3 separate regions of the Mus musculus genome follow, and all the other regions are linked to region 1. A link is a contact called in public Hi-C and promoter capture Hi-C data. All regions are on one chromosome and are shown on one strand. The core of a region is the stretch at or near the end of the contact, and the rest is flanking DNA. Distances in the headings are between cores, read along the strand shown. Region 1 holds the start of Efna5 (ephrin A5). Region 2 holds the start of Rab31 (RAB31, member RAS oncogene family). Region 3 has its middle 410 kb from the start of Gm23203.

Region 1 (3,187 bases), core at 488-2,987:
AGGGAGGGGGAGTGGGGAGGGGAGCAGCCCACATGACCTGGGCCGCGGAGGCAGCAGCGCCGGCGGCGCCTCCCCCTGCTCGGTCCGGAGCTCACCCCCCACGCTCGCGCCGCCTGCCAACCCAGCGCCCCGCGCAACACGCCCGGGCGGAGCCCCCCTCCCGCTGGCCCACGTCCACGTCCACGCGCGCGGGCTCGCGTGGTGCCGAGGCTGCTGCCGCCTGGGCCGCCGCGGCAGTCGGCTTTACACGCAGGTCATTAACGAGGGGGCGTGCCCGAGGAGATTTTTTTTCCCATAAAGCATTTTTTCTCTCCTTTTCTTTTTTTTTTTTTTTCCCTCCTCTTTTGCAAAACTGACTTTTCCCCTCCTTTCTACTTCTCGCCAGTCTTCCCAACCTCTCCAGGCTGCTCGCGCCGCTGCACTCAAGTTTATTTTCCCGCCTGGGCAGAGGTTTTAGGATTCGGTCGGTGGCTTTCACCTCTCGTTACTGCTGTGCCTAAGGAGGGAAGGAGGAGGCAGCTCCGGATCGGGAAGGTTTTCTGATGTAGTCATCGGGGAGGTGCCAGCAGCTCGCGTGTGCTCCCTCTCCCTTTTTCCCTCCCGGTTTCAAACTGATTGATGAATCTCTACAAGTTGCTGGGGTTGGGGCCGGAGAGGTCCGAGTCCCAGGGACACTTCTGAGAGCTCCCCCCCGGGGCTCTGGGCACGCCGTGCGGGGGTTCAGCCTCTCTCCCGGAAGGCGAACGGAGACTGTCATCAGCCCATCCCGGACTTGGAGGGCTCCATCCGAAAGTGATTGTTTCCCCTCTCGCTTCTCAGCCCGGCAGTTGGCTTGGCGTCGCCCTGCAGGTTTGGGCATCCCGGCCCCGCCTGGCTGGCTGGTTCACAACCTCTGCTCTTCATTCACTCCGCGGCACCCACACCCGGCCAAGACAAGCTAGCAGGAGAAATCCCCGACTCAGCCAGCGCCCGGGGGTGCCATCTCGCTCTGCCTCTGCGGTCGGACTCCTTTGGGGACCTGCTGGAAGACGTGAAGAGCCAAACTTTTCTTGGAGCCTTTTCCGAAGCAAGACCCGCTCCTCCTCTCCTCGCCTGAGCGCTCGGCTGCGGCTTTGGGCAGTTCCAGGACTCCGGCAGAGCCGGGCTTGCGGATCCAGATCGCCACTCTTCTCTGCGCACCTCCGGGTACCGCAGTCCACAGGACTCCTGCGAGCCTTGCGGGGGGTCGCCTGGCCAAGGCACAGAAGGGAGGCTCCGGACTGCTTCCAGCCTCCTGGGGACACCAGTGTGAGGACGCCCCCCCCCCCGCCCCCCTCCACACAGCGCCCTCCTCCTGCAGTTTCTCTCCGGCCGCCAAAGTAACTTGGAACAAAGCGGGGCGCACGGTGAGGGCCCAGCGCGGCGGAGGAAGCCCGTGCAGACCGCGGCGCCGACACTGAGCCGGGCCCGGCGGGCCGGTGTATGTCTCCCCGCAGCCGCGGCGCTCAACTCCCCGTGACTGTGCAGCGCGCGCCGCCGCCTGCCCCGACCCGCGCTGCCGCCGCCCGGCCCCGCACGCACCTCCCTCTCCCGGGGTGACCGGCTTGCAGCCGCCGCCCGAGACACAGCTCCGCACCCCTACCCCCGCCCTCGCCGCCGCCACCGCACACACGCACGCGTCTCTCCGTCTTGTGATTCTTCTCCCCTCCCGAGCCCTTCAGTGGGGGTGCGAGTTTGTCCCCCCGCCCCAGCCACTGCCTCCTTCTTCTCTCTCTCCTCTTCCTCTTCCTCCCGCGCTCGCCGCGCGCCTCTCGCCCCTTCATCGTATTTATTCCTATTTATTTGGCGTCCGCTCTCTTCGTCTGCCCCTCTCCCTCCCTCCCCCTGGATCCCCGATCTCTCCCCGGAGTGGCGCGTCGGGGGCTCCGCCGCTGGCTAGGCGTGATGTTGCACGTGGAGATGTTGACGCTGCTCTTTCTGGTGCTCTGGATGTGTGTGTTCAGCCAGGACCCGGGCTCCAAAGTCGTCGCCGACCGCTACGCCGTCTACTGGAACAGCAGCAACCCCAGGTAAGGTGGCCGGGGCGGGGGCGCCAAAAGCTCGGGCTCCGCGGGCCTGGGCCGGGAGCAGGGGACACGGCGGCCGGGAGCGGCGCGCACCAGCCGCAGGCAGCGCGCGCCCTCGGAGCCTGCGTCGCCAGACGCCGCTGGCCGCCCGGCGCCGGCGGGAAGCGCTCGCTCCGCGCCGCTCTTTGTTAAGCCAGGGCGGCAGGGCCGGCGGCTGCTAGCAATCCCCAGGGCTGCGCGGAGCCGCTGCCTCCGACCGGGTGCGGGGAAGACACGGGAATGGGCGGGAGCCCCGGACCCGGGCCATCGCTTCCCAGTCGGGGAGATTGGCCCGCACCTCCGGATCCCGGCTTAGAGCTTGGGTGCTGGTAGCCTCGGGTGCGTACTGCCAAGAGGTCCTCCCTGGAGCCTGGGGGGCGCGGGGCTGAGGCCGGGATCCTGATAGATAGCATCAAAGTTTTCTTTTTTTTTTAATTTTAAAATTTTTACTTAAACATAATGCCTTCTTTTACCTCCTTGCGCGCATAGAGAGAGCGCGTACCGGTTAGAGGGAAGCAAAGGGGGGTTGGAGGGATGGGTGAGTGGAAAGCGGAAGCTTTAGGGTTTAATGTTCTTTTTAACTGCGAGATAACTGTTAGGTGACCCCCCCCCCCCCCACACACACACCGCCAAGTCGGTCTAGGCCCATCGCGCTTGGCCCTGGAAAGGATTCTCCCAGCTCGGGCACCCTCCTTTCCCCCCCAGTGGGCTTAAGGTGCCAGAAAGTTTGATCGAATGCCGGGTTACGTCACGAGTGCAGAGCGAGCCGCTGGAGTTGGCAAGCCGGAAGGTGGGAGCCTTCGCCCCGGGGCCTGGCGCTGTGCAGCTGGAGGGACGCGCGTGGTTACCTGCGACAGCGTCTAGGCGACCCCAAAGCCTGCGGGCTTGGCGGGAGGCTGGAAGCGGGCGCCGGGGACTTCCTTAGCGCACGCTCTGGGCCCTAGCTTGCCGCAGCCACCCTGCGATCCTGGACCCCGGAGAGGGGAGGAGGGTCGTCCACAGCACCAGGCAGACCCTTTCTGGTCCGGGCTGCTCCCAAACCTTACTTTCTCCCGGATCTGGACCCAGCAGTCGGTCCCGCTGGGCCCACATCGCTCTGCTTT
Region 2 (3,182 bases), core at 498-2,997, 2.9 Mb before region 1:
CCGAGCATAGAGGCGGTATTGTGTGGGGACTAGGCAATGTCGGGTAGCCTGTCTTCAGTCTGCCCACACAGAGCTGGCTGTCCTTGGATGCTGAATCAAGGAGAGATACTGACACAAAAGAGATCTTGAATAAGACCTGTGTCCACATGACTACTTTTTGATCAATTCAGTCTGGACAAGCAGACTTCTATGAACCTGTACTTTGACACAAAGTTCCTGTTACTCTGGGTAATTTAATTGATTGCAAGTTTGTTCTGGGACCTGTTTTGACTCCAGAGTTCTAGAGTTCCTTCTGTGGACCTTGCTTTGGAATTTCCCACCCTGAGAGGCCACTTTGGGCCTGAGTAGCTTCTATCTGGCCTGCCAGATAACCACAGGGGGAAAAAATGGCAGGAGCCATTGATCAGATGGGACAAGTTATGAGAGAGGCCAGAGAACTGAGGCTGCAGAATGCTTTGTCAAAACTTGCTTTGGGTGCCTGGAGACATGGCTCTGCAGTTAAGAGCACTGGCTGATTTTCCAGAGATGCTGAGTTCAGAGCCCAGGTCCCGTACTCCAACCTCCCACATGGCAGCTCACAAATGTAGCTCACCAATGCCCTCTTCTGATGTGCAGATGTACATGCAGACCAGACGTCCATATACTTCAAACCTTTAAACACTTCTTAAAACTGGCTTTCAGGCAGGAGAGATGGCTCAGCGGTGAAGAGCACCGATTGCTCTTCTGAAGGTCCTGAGTTCAAATCCCAGCAACCACATGTGAGCACATGGTGGCTCACAACCACCTGTAATGAGATCTGATGCCCTCTTCTGGTGAGAACTCCAGACTCAGCATACTGATAAGAACACCTGCCTGGCAAGAAAGCCAGGTAATGAGAACTGCTCTTCACTGTTCTCATTAAAGGGCTTCTGTTTTATTTCCAGGTTGCCTGGATCAATCCTTCTAACAGTTATCAGGCATGCTGGGCAAGCACTCTCCCAACAGAGCCACGTCCAGTGTTGCTGTTTAAAACATATGCATACAATTAGTAGTACCAGTAAATTTAGATTATTCTTAAAGAGCTGTCATTTCTACACAGCAACAAATGAAGTCATCCCAGAGGCTTGGAGGAACAACGGACCATACAAAGACCAGAGGCCATGGCCCCTCTGTGTGACGCTGCACGTAGCCTCAGTTTCCTAGTAGAGGAGTTTGCAGAAGGGTTGCCAGCCCCCCAGTTGTGGCTGGGCTCCTGCCCACATAGCTGTAGCGTTTTTCTACATGGAGAAAGGGGGCTTCCTCTACAGAGTGCACCTCTCTTTTCCCAGGCCCTGGTGCTCCAGTTTTGGAAGCCAAAACACCTGACTGCTTCTCGAATCATCCTTGAGTCATCCTTTGCTGCATACAGAAAAGAATGCATGCAGAGTAAAGTGAAGTGTTGGGAGGAAGCGATTTGAAGCCTGGGTATTAGAAGGGACAAGTTAACCCTTTCCTCCCCTCATCCCGGTTTCTCGCTGATGTTTCTTGCATCTGGAGGTCAGAGTCACTTTATGGTGGGACTACCCAGAGACTTTGAAGTGCTTCCTTGGGACCACAGCCAACAGCATAAACTGTTCCAATGGCTCTTTATGACGCGACGGGTCGTGTGTCCAGGGCAAGTGGTGCCCGACCGGGCTCAGAGCTGATCACGGAAGGGGATGATTTGCCCACAAGTCAGATGTTGGGTGGTCACTGGAGGCCGAAGCGGACCGGGGCCCGGGCGGAGCCGAAGCCCGGCGGCCAGGCTAGACTAGACGTGACGGGAGGAGCCGGCCGGCAGCACGTGACCGACAGCGGAGGCCGAGGCCCAGAAATAGCCGCCTTGGCGGTTCCGCCCCGCGGCCGGCGAGAGTCCTGGGAGACAGCAGGACGCAGGCTGGGCGCGGTGTGGCCCGGACGATGCTGCTGAGCCCCGGCCGGGCCCGACCCAGAGCACATGATGGCGATACGGGAGCTCAAAGTGTGTCTTCTCGGGGTAAGTCCTGGAGCCATCCTACGGGGGATCCCGGCTTCTGTGCGCCATTGTCTCTGCGCTGCCCGCCTCCCGTGCGCTTCCCCATGTCCCGCGCGCTCCATCCCGCGCCCGGCACCAGCCGCCTCCGCCCGCCACCAGATTCTCCCGAGCGCCCCGGATCGCTGCATCTGCGGCCGGGTATCTGGCAACCTTGGGGCTCGCCAGGCTGCGGGTCGGGCAGGGCGGGGTGGAGGGGTGGGAGGTGGGGGGGATTGTTGAGGACCAGAGGACAGCGGGTCATGCAGCCCCTGGGCCCCTAGGACTCTTGCCTCTGCCACTGGTGGCTCCCTCCCGGAGGAGTGTTTAAGTTAGGTTTTCCTCTGCCTCCTGCGGGGGTAGGTAGGGAGTAGTGATGGCAATTTCTTTATTCTCTCCGAAAACAAACCAACAAACCAATCCTTCCAAGCAAGGGAGGGAGTACCGGGGTTTTGGCCCGACTGCGAAGTATTAAGAGCAAACTCTGTATGAACTGTGTGTTCAGCACACTTTCCGTGCAGTGGATGAAAATGAAGCAGGATGAGAAACACCCGCCCCCAACACCCTTCCTCTTCCAAAACGAGTCTTAGTCCCAAGAAATATAAAAGCAGTCAGAAACAAAGAAAGAAACAACATCCAAACTCCGAGACTGGAGGGCCAGACTGACAAACTCCGGCACACTGCGCTGTCCCTTGAAATCTGCCCCCCCCCAGGGATTCAGTGTTTGGGGGTCATTTCCTTGGGGCTACCCACAACAAATTCCCGAAGTCTTCCCAAATAAGAGCTAATGTTATAAGCCATGTTCTCTGCAGTCTTCTGTAGTCTTTGGCATTATCACTGGGCATACCGCCCTGCCCTTGAAGTTGGCAAATCTGGCACTGCAAGGAAAAGTATTTCCTAAATAAAAGAGTAGGGCCGCATTCATTCTCCTCAAAGAAATGCTAATCAGGATGGTTATGGAGGTGAATACAGGCGATGTTGTGGATTAGGATCTGGTGCACCAGGGACTTGTGGTTTCACCTGGGCCCCGCCGAATCCTTTGATGGAAGTCGGATCCTCACACTGCCCTTGGCACTTCCCCTTAGCTAGTGGTTGGTGGAGAATCCCAGGGCTTCTGGCAAGGGCCTTTTCTTCCCCTTCAGTGTCAAGCAAGGCCTCCCCAGGGGCTTCTCAC
Region 3 (3,190 bases), core at 258-2,757, 2.9 Mb after region 1:
TCCAGATATTTTGGTTCCCCCTCTCATCCTCCTCTTCTTTCTTCTTTTTTTTTTTTCCTTCTTGTCCACCTCCTTCCCTACTCCTTTTCCCCACCCCATCCCCTTCAATGTTCTGTTAAAGGACTGGAGCATGAATCCCAGCAGCCCCATTGTGCAGTTCATGATGAGTATAACCCCAGCTCCAAAGGACCTGAATCACACTTCTGGACTTCACAGGTTTGTTCCCATCAATAAAAATTAAATTTCATAATTTAAAAATATCAAAGAAATGTCTATTACCTTGGTTAGCACAGAAAACTACTACTCATATTTCATAGGAATATACTAAACATGCAAATTATTTCTTTCCTAATTTTCTGTTTATTATCATGTAATACAAAGCCATGCCACCTAAATACAAATCTATGTCATTTAAAAGTGTCTCTAAGTATGTGGTACATGATTAAAGTATGTGTTTACCCTAAGAGCAGTTAAAATGTATCTGAAGAACAAGGTAGGAGGCAGCTCCTGTGTAACATTATTTAGCTTCTATTACAAACTACACAGTGTTATTCACTGATATTGTTATCCAAAATTGAAACCCAATCTTCCAATCTCTTCATTGTCAAGAAAATTTACCTAACGCATCATCTTATAGCATTTAACTCTCTAAATCTTCTTTGAGTCCACAATTCTTTGGGGAATAGGAGAACTTTATTTTTATATCCCTGATCAAAAGACATGCTTTATACTGAACGTGAATACACAGCACAGAAAATGTTTTCTATAACATCTGATAAAGCAGAGTTTTATAGTGATCAACATTGCGGTGGTCTGAATGAGACATGGTCACCTCAGAGTCAGGTATTTGAGCCCTTAGGCCCCAGTGGTGACAGTGTTTAGGAATGTGATGTAGCCTTGCTAGAGGAAGACTATCATGGAGTTTAGGACTGAGATTTCATAGCTTTATCTTTGTTTTCATTCACTCTGCTTTGTGTTTACAGTAAAAAATAAAATCTCTGAGTCCCATTGCAACAATCTGACACCATGCTTCCTCCAGCATTATGTACCCTCACGCAGAAACTCTAAACCAAAAGAAACTCCTCTAAAAGTTGTCTTGGCAAATTTATCACCAGAATAGAAAAGTAAGCCATATAAACATGAAAATTTGAAAATATTCTGTGAAAAAATACAAATTAAGAGACAAATGCAATCACCGTTCATTTGAAAACATATGCTCACTCTTGATGAAGTTTGTATTCTACTTGTTTTAGAGGCTGTCTGTTCTAGAGTGTTGTCAGATTGACATTACTATTGCATAAATAAAGCCCCAGAATTAAACTAAAATGAATGCTATTAAACTAAAGGCAAATACATGCTAAAATTTATTTGACTTTAACCAGTCTATTATTGTTTTTCACTGTGACAAATCATATACTTTTCTTAAAAGCACATGACAATCTAGCATCCAAAGGCTGTCATCAGTGACACAGACTCAGTTCTTTTGTGGCAGAGTAAACTACTGTAAATTCAAGAAATACAGCAGTGGGGCACATCCTTGAAAACAAGCTTGGAATAGAGGTTTCATAATTGCATCAGAGCAGATAATTAGGCAATTAGAGCTATTAAAAGTTGACAAAGCCCATGCCTGGGTGAAGTATGGTTCTGTTTTCTAAAAAGGGAAGCCAGAGCAAATGAAAGATCTGCAGAGATTTTGTTCAACTCTATTCCCCAGAAGGAAGTTCTACCCAAAGGACAAAAAGTACAAGATGTGATTTCTCTACTGCCATCCTCAGGATTTAAGACCTAAGGTTATAAGATTAAATTTTCTACAGACGTAAAACTCTCATATCATTTGCACATATTTATTGAGCGCATTAATAAGGTGAAATTAACTTTGTAAAATATGTAATTGAATAAAAACACAAGCTGAAAATAAAACAATGGAACTAATAATTTAATTTCTAAACAGCATCTGATGCCTTGGCTTATGTCGAACATAAATCTGAAGCAAGGAGGAAAACAGGTCATAAAGAAGATTGTATTTTAAATATGCTTCAAACACAACGTATTAAACTGAATTGTGTAAATGAATTATGCAAACTGGAAACAGGACAATCCTTAGAATCCCTGGCTCCCGTATCTGCTTGTTAAATTTAGGATGATCATATATGGCTTGAGATTATTGCAGCTTCTCCAATTGACAAATGTAATTGCAGAGACTGATGAAAGAGAACATTGGGCTGCTGCTTTGGACTCTGTTGCAAAGTACTTAGGAGTCAACAGATGGTGCATACATTTTGAGGTTGAGAAGGGTAAAAAGGTAATGAGATTGGGGACCAGAAACAATTACAGTATCTTAAGTCTCCAGTGCAGCATAATTATGGTTGTAGAGTCGGCAAAACAATTGAGTTTAATGTATTCATAATGTTGTCAGAAGTTCAAGAAACAAAACCTGGAGGTGTAGTGTCTGATAGAATGAGGCAAATTACTGCAGAACATTCTCCCCATTCCCTTACTAGAAAATTCAGACAATACATATTTATTCACGCAAAATGAATAAATAGTATGTCATTGAGTATTTTGTTGATGCAATCCTAGCAAACAAAAACATGTATCAAACAAAAAGTGACATCACTACTCATCAAATTCCTTATGATTGCAGAAGATTATCCAACCAGAATAACAGGTTTTGATTACAAAAGGAAAATAAATGTGCTCTTCATAAACTTACTGGGCCCTGCTGAAGCTCTGTGCATGAGAAATCAGATTTTAATAAGTGATAACTTGAATTGATAATAGTGAACTTTTGTAACTTTAAATTTTTTAAATCATATATTTAATGAAGGTTCATAAATGCTTTTACTTCCCTTTTTGCCCACCACCTATGAGAATTAGTGGGGAATAAAAAGGATACAGGGGAAGTAGACCTGTTTAGAAATGGTTCTTTGGAGAAACTCCTGTCTATGTTGTCTTGAAATCAGCTGTTTAGTTTACAGGTCAGCAGTGGCAGCTTGATCCTCTCAGGAACACTTCCCAGTTCACCAGCAGTCCAGTTCGGTAGTCAGGATAGCAAACCCGAGTTAGCAGTGGTGGAATTACCTAGCAGAGACAGTCAGGCCTTAGCCTTGGCACCAGTCAGCAGGAGGAACCAGTAGAGAGACCAGAAGTTCTCTGCTGTGCCTCTCTCAGGGAAACAAAGTACAGGGAA

What was found. Promoter capture Hi-C pulls out the DNA fragments that hold promoters and counts their contacts. A called contact is a pair of places that touch in the nucleus more often than the background predicts.
Region 2: a contact with region 1 is called in a promoter capture Hi-C map of pre-B cells, with 4 times the contacts expected there. The contact joins the promoter of Rab31 here to the promoter of Efna5 in region 1. A contact is called at or near these places in 2 of 39 promoter capture datasets (liver and pre-B cells).
Region 3: a contact with region 1 is called in a Hi-C map of the N1E-115 cell line, with 14 times the contacts expected there. The contact joins the enhancer-like site here to the promoter of Efna5 in region 1. A contact is called at or near these places in 1 of 39 promoter capture datasets (hippocampal neurons), 1 of 484 Hi-C or Micro-C datasets (the N1E-115 cell line) and 6 of 115 datasets of contacts at active chromatin or transcription factors (astrocytes, embryonic forebrain, embryonic hindbrain and 3 more).

The regions. Positions count from the first base shown.
Region 1 is chr17:62,879,867-62,883,053 of GRCm38.p6, reverse strand. Efna5 (ephrin A5) reads left to right here and starts at 1,737. Exons shown (of 5, transcript NM_207654.2): 1 at 1,737-2,048. The coding sequence starts at 1,924.
Region 2 is chr17:65,771,317-65,774,498 of GRCm38.p6, reverse strand. Rab31 (RAB31, member RAS oncogene family) reads left to right here and starts at 1,747. Exons shown (of 7, transcript NM_133685.2): 1 at 1,747-1,993. The coding sequence starts at 1,955.
Region 3 is chr17:59,975,673-59,978,862 of GRCm38.p6, reverse strand. No RefSeq gene overlaps it. Among named protein-coding and RNA genes, the nearest start is that of Gm23203, 410 kb to the right of the region's middle. Within about 2 kb of position 1,507, at least 3 of the 459 cell types and tissues checked have an H3K27ac peak or open chromatin away from gene starts, as enhancers often do. A contact at or near this core is called in the N1E-115 cell line, where this site is marked.